Regions from separate parts of the Mus musculus genome. Here region 2 is linked to region 1. Evidence: chromatin contacts called from public Hi-C data. All regions are on one chromosome and are shown on one strand. The core of a region is the stretch at or near the end of the contact, and the rest is flanking DNA. Distances in the headings are between cores, read along the strand shown.

Region 1 (2,807 bases), core at 179-2,678:
AGCAAGCAGGGGGGCGAGAGCACGCATGGTGCATGTCTTTCACTCAGGCAAACACGGTCTGCTTTGGGGGGGGGTTGGCTTTTGTTTTCTTTGTAGTTTTGTTGTTGATGGGTTTTTTGTTGTTGTTGTTGTTCTTGGTGGTAGTAGTGGTGGTGCTTCTGGTTTGTTTGTTTGTTTGTTTGTTTGTTTAGATAGAATCTTACCATATAGTCCTGGCTGACCGGAACTCAGAGATCCACCTGCTTCTGCTTCCTGACAGCTAGGATTAAAGAGCACACCACTGTACCTCACTTAAAGTATGTGTGTGAGGGGGAGGGGGAGGGAGAGAGGGAGAGGGGGAGGGAGGGGGGGGAGACCCAGAGACCAGGGGAAATGAGGGAGGGATCAGATAGGAGCTAAGTACAATGATATACACATATAAAATGTAATTAAATCCATTCATTTATACATTAACCAAAATTTACTCTTTACACTTGCCCCCCACACGGCTCCCTCGCCCACTCAGTCTGACAGTCTATCCTGCCCCCAAACAGCACATAGCCCCCCATCCAAATCTGCCTGTGCCTCCACCTGCCACTGCAGCTCCTAGGGAAAGTCCCCCAAGCCCACACCTTGGAATGTCAGAATCTGCTAACCAATGACTAAGTAGACTGTTGAACAGAGTGCCTCCTGTGTGTTCATGACGGTGATGCCAGAGAGTTCTGGAAAACAGAGTCTTGTCTCTGGCCTGGTTTCAGGACCAAATCAGGCAGGGCTCTGTCTGTCTGCCTTGGCTGATTAAAGTGATGAACAGGAAGTAAGCACAGGCTGTTTACTGGCCCCACACCGAGTCCTCTCAAAATGCCAGGGACTGGGTACTTTGACACAAATTCAGCAACAGCATCTTTAATCATTTCAGGGTTAATAAAAAATGTCAATTATGTTTGTCATCATGGTTATCCTGGGGGAACAATCCCAGCACAGACAATCTTTGGCCAAATGACAGCCTGCACTATTTGTCACAGGTCCTTCCAGCTGCCTCACTGATGAATTAATCGAGTTGGTTGCCTCCCCCTGGCCAATCCATTCATAAATAATCAGAAGTAATATGGATCTCGCAAATAAGCCTGACCTGCAGATCGCTATCCCTAAAGAAGAAAGGCAATAAACATTAGGGACAAGGCTCCAAGTCCATCTGAAGGAGGACACCTGCTGGGGAAGCGCCAGGCTCCCCCACACGGGCAGCACGCAGCACGCCTGTCTGTGCAGTGGAGTTCTTCTCCTGTGGAGCTCAGTACAGGTCCCCACAGGGCACAGCTTCTGCATCAGGCTCATCAGCCTCTCCCTGCTCCCACCCCCCAACCTCATTATGGGGCCCCATTCTACAGCTAACACAAAACAGGAGCTCAGAACAGCCTGGAGAGGCAAGCCTCCTGGGGACTAAAAGCCAGGTGTCTAGCGCCACCCTGCTGCCCACAGCCAAAAGGGCTGGCTGAGTGCTGCTGGTCTCCACTGGAGTAGGAGGGGTTCGCAGCCAAGGAATCCTGGAGTGCTCTACTGGGCAGGAGCAAATGCATCAGAACACTGCCTACAACAACTGCCTTCAATGTGCAGCAGGAAGTGGAATCCCGGGGGGAAACACTACCTTCTACCCCTGAGTTACTTCAAACAATGCTCTCAGAAAACCTGCCTCAATTAAACATTCTATCAAAGAGTAGCGTGACAGGAACAGGACAGGACAGCTTTCTACATACAGCTCTTCACACGGAGTCCTGTCTCGGAGACATGGATCTGAGCCCTGGGACAAACTTCCCACCTTCCCCCCAGCACCTGAGCACACTCTGACTATCCCTGTTAACACCAATGCTTTACCAAATCCTCAGACATTCAAGTCATTTGTATTTTCAGAGAGAACACGGACAGCGAGAGATATCTGCGAGTATTCCCGGAGCTGATGTTAAAGCTGTAGCAATTCAAAGGGTTAAGCTGAGCATAACTCCTCAGAGATCACTGTTAGCTTTCTTGCCTTGCTGTCACATAAAACGTGTCCACCCCCACACGGCAACGGGGAGATGCCAACTGTCCTTCCAGAGAGTTCTGTTGCAAGTGAGAAACCCAGATGACACACTTCTTCCACAGCCCAGCAGTCATTAGGTTTACAAGTTCGCTTTCATGAGACAGGCAAACCTTTATTCTGACAGCTTCCCTCAACTGCTGGCAGGCCTAGCTCCTTCCTAAGCATTAAGATCTCATGAATGGCTACAATGGTGGTACATACTGTGCCAGGCTGCCATTCACTCAATCCTATTGGCAGCCAGCCATGTGATATACATGTGAGATGGGACCCGTGGATGAACCTGACCAGCCAGGGATGCCCAGGCAGAGCCTCCATGTTGAGAGTATCTGCCTGAGTCAATGCATGACAGCCATGGCTTACACATGCTACTTATAACCAGCAACCACCCAAGATGATGTCATGCCATACATCACCAGCAAGTAAAGGGCAAGAGGAGAAGTGGCACCTTCCTAGGACACAGTCAGAAAGTGCCCAAGAAGGCTCTGGCCCACTGCTCCATGCCACACTGCTGGGCTGTCTCAGAGCAGGGTAACCTGATCACGAGCCAGAAAGCACAGGCCTCAAGAGAGGTGCTTGAAGTAACTACAATTTAGAAGACTGACTATGCTGAACTCAAATCTTAGCTCTGCCTGTTACCAGCTGTGTGGCCCTAAGCCTCATACTATACCTCTCTGAGTCTTCCTTTTCTTAGATATAAGATAGGGAAAATGTATGGAACTTTATGGGGTGGCTAGAAGATTAAAAAAGGCTA
Region 2 (3,189 bases), core at 571-3,070, 800 kb before region 1:
ATCTATCTATCTATCTATCTATCTATCTATCTATCTATCTATCTAATTTTTCCAGCAAGGGTTTCATGTAACACCAGCTGTCCTTGAGCTGGCTCTGCAACCAAAGATGAATCTGACCTTTCTTCCTTTAGCTTTCAGAGTTCTGGAATTCTCTGTGTTAGCCACACTCCCACTTTATGCAGTGTTAAGGATTGAACCCAGAGCTGCATGCATGCCAGGCAAGCACTCTACCCTCTGGGCCACATTCCTAACCCCTTCACCTGAACCCTGTCCCTTTCTTCTAACCCAGTTTCTGACACAGTACACACTTGTCTCCATTTTTTGAGCCCCTCTCCATTCTTGTCATCAGATGCTCTGCCTACATCCTGGGTTACTCTGCACCTTCCGACCTCATCTAGGGTTCCCCCACAGAAATCTTGGTCCTCAGGTGCACATCAGCCCTTAAAAAAATCATGGCTTTGGGGATTGAACTCAGGGTATTAGGAAGCACTGGATAGTTCTACCACTGGGCCATCTTTCTATCTGCCTGGGAGGGTCTCTTGATGGCCCAGGTCTACCGCTGGGGGATCGCCTGCTCCCCCAGAACCATCCAAGGAGGTTTAGTTGGAACCCAGATGCTGATTGGAGCATAGTGTCTTTTCTGTTTGAGGGTTTCTGTCCCTTGCTAGGGGTACTTTGGAAGGGTATCTTGGGAAGATGGCTTGGGAGTGCACAGTCACCGGATATAGGCAAGCTTCAAAATTCGACTCTGTGTTTTCGTGAGGAGTCAAGGGACACTGTTGTCTGATTCTGGACTGAGGGGTGGGGGTTGTAACAGTCTATGAATTAACCTTAAAGAGGGTATCCTAAACTCAGTGAGAGATTTGGGGTGGAACTGTCAAGTCAGTAAGAGCTTTGGAGGGAGCCACAACCCAATGAGAACCTTAAAGGGGGTGCCCAACTCAAGAAGAGCCTTGGAGGGAGCCCTCAAGTCAAAGAAAGCCTAAAGCACTGCCAAAAAAATTTCCCCTTAGTTATCCTGTTTGTGAGGAGGATGGAGTTGATCCCAATGTGTACCTAAGGAAACTGAGGCTGAGATGAGAAAGCCAGAAATACCGGTGGAGGATAACACAAGGAGAGCCCTGAAGTCTATACAGTCAGGCAGGCAGGCTTTATCTACTTATTCATTTCTTTATTTTTAAAGATGCATTTTATTTTGTTTATTTTTTTTTAAACTTAGGTTCTTCAGCTGCTGGGCTTATTTTTATTTAATGTGGGTACTGGGAATCAAACTGGGTCTTCTGAAATAAGGCATGGGTGTAGCCACTGAGCCGTCTATCCAGCGTCAGACACCACTTTCTTCTCTAATTGAGTGTGTGTGTGCGCATGCGATCGTGCACGTGGAGGTCAGGGTTGATTGACATGAGGTGCCTTCCATCACCGTGAGCTTTCACAAATCTTCACGTTGCATTTGTTTGTTTATCTTGTGTGCATGCATGTCAAAGCAAGCATACGGAGGAGGTCAGAGGACGGTGTGCTGACATCAGTTCTCTGCTTCTACCATGTGGGTTGTGAGAATCAGACTCTGACTTAGACATGGGCACTAATACTTTTTTTTTTGGTTATTTTATTTATTTATATTTCAAATGTTATGCCCGTCCCAGTTTTTCCTCTGGAAGCTCCCATTCAACCCCCTCCCCCTGCTTCTATGAGGGTGCTCACCAAACCACCCACTCACTCCTACCCTCTCCTCCTTACTATTATTCCCCTACGCTGGGACATCGAGTCTCCACAGGACCAAGGGCCTCCCCACCTATTGATGCCAGCCAGATAAGGCCATCCTCTCTGCTACATATCCAGCTAGAGCCATGGGTCCCTCCATGTGTACTCTTTGGTTGGTGGTTTAGTCCCTGGGAGCTGGGAGGAGGGGTATCTGGTTGGTTGATTTTGTTGTTCTTCCTGGGTTCTTCCCTACTCCTTCATTGGGGACCCCGTGTTCAATCTGACACTTGACTGTGAGCATCTGCATCTGTATTGGTCAGGCTCTGGCAGAGCCTCTCAGGGGACAGCCATACCAGGCTCCTGTCAGCAGGCACTTTAATGGTTCTCCACACGATTTTAGTGTGTGTGTGTGTGTGTGTGTGTGTGTGTGTGTGTGTGTGTGTGTGAGACATTTCTCTCACACACAGTCTGGAGATTCCTGACTTGGCTAAGCTGGCTGGCCATTGAGCTCAGAGATCTCTCTGTCCTTGCTTCCCAGCATGCTGAGGTTATAGACTGTACAGGTACATACTACTGTGACTGCCCTTTTACATGGGTCCTGGGGCTCTGAGCTCAGGTCCTTATGCTTGCATGGAAAGTACCTTACTGGCTGAGCTATTTCTCCTATATACTGGTGTCCTTCTGCTGGGGAGCCCCCCACCTCACCCTATCCCATGTGGGTTGGAAAGGCCACCTTCTGCCTGTCATGTCTGTCAAGTGCATGATCATTTTTGAACTGTTTTTCAAAGGTGCACTCAGTTTCTACCTAAGAGACCTGGGGAAGGAGCTAGAAGTCTGAGCTAGAAGTCTTAAGGGGATGGGGGTAGCTGGAGACTTCAAGGGTCTCTCTGCTGGTCTGATTAGCTGTAATCAAAGCCACCTTACAGGAGGGACAGGAGACAGGCTATCTCCCAAGCCTCAGTTTCCTCCTGTGTCACAAGCAGCCATCTATGAGAAGTGCCACCAGGGGGCTGCAGAGGGACGCTAGAGGGGCAGGTGCCCCCACCTAAGCCCTCTCAGCAAGACGGGGGCTGCCTGCCTGCCTGCCTTTGTCTTGACAACAGGAAGAAGGGGGGATGGAGTCCAGGTCCCCCTCCTCCTGCCCAGCTAGCCCAGATGAGGTGGCTGTGTGGGTGGGCGGGCAGAGGCTCTGGGGAGAACAGTGAGTCACTGCCGGCCAGAGCCTGAGCGGAGCGTGTCCCTCCCGGCTGGAGAGAGCGGTGGCGGCAGGTTTCATGGGTAATTATGTAATTTATGAGTCTCCTGCTCCGGGCTCTGTCTGAGTCAACCCTGCCGAGTCGTGACCAAGCTGAGGCCCAGCAATGAGAGGCGCGTGGGCACAGGCTGTATCCCAGGATCTGGCCTCTGCCCTAGGGGGTTCAGCTTGTACAGATGGAGCTGGAAGGGGGTGGGGCTCATGAGACCCTAGAAGGATAGAAAAGGGTATCT

The links. Hi-C and Micro-C count contacts between places; a contact is called where the count stands out from the background.
Region 2: a contact with region 1 is called in a Hi-C map of the N1E-115 cell line, with 4 times the contacts expected there. The contact joins two enhancer-like sites. A contact is called at or near these places in 2 of 39 promoter capture datasets (the 3T3-L1 cell line and cranial neural crest), 1 of 484 Hi-C or Micro-C datasets (the N1E-115 cell line), 4 of 115 datasets of contacts at active chromatin or transcription factors (the NIH/3T3 cell line, differentiating embryonic stem cells, embryonic basal ganglia and 1 more) and 1 of 9 other capture datasets (embryonic stem cells).

The regions. Positions count from the first base shown.
Region 1 is chr12:108,952,597-108,955,403 of GRCm38.p6, reverse strand. All of the region lies in intron 2 of Wdr25 (WD repeat domain 25), which reads right to left. Among named protein-coding and RNA genes, the nearest start is that of Wdr25, 60 kb to the right of the region's middle. Within about 2 kb of position 1,428, at least 50 of the 459 cell types and tissues checked have an H3K27ac peak or open chromatin away from gene starts, as enhancers often do. A contact at or near this core is called in the N1E-115 cell line, where this site is marked.
Region 2 is chr12:109,749,697-109,752,885 of GRCm38.p6, reverse strand. No RefSeq gene overlaps it. Among named protein-coding and RNA genes, the nearest start is that of Mir3072, 3.4 kb to the right of the region's middle. Within about 2 kb of position 1,820, at least 3 of the 459 cell types and tissues checked have an H3K27ac peak or open chromatin away from gene starts, as enhancers often do. A contact at or near this core is called in the N1E-115 cell line, where this site is marked.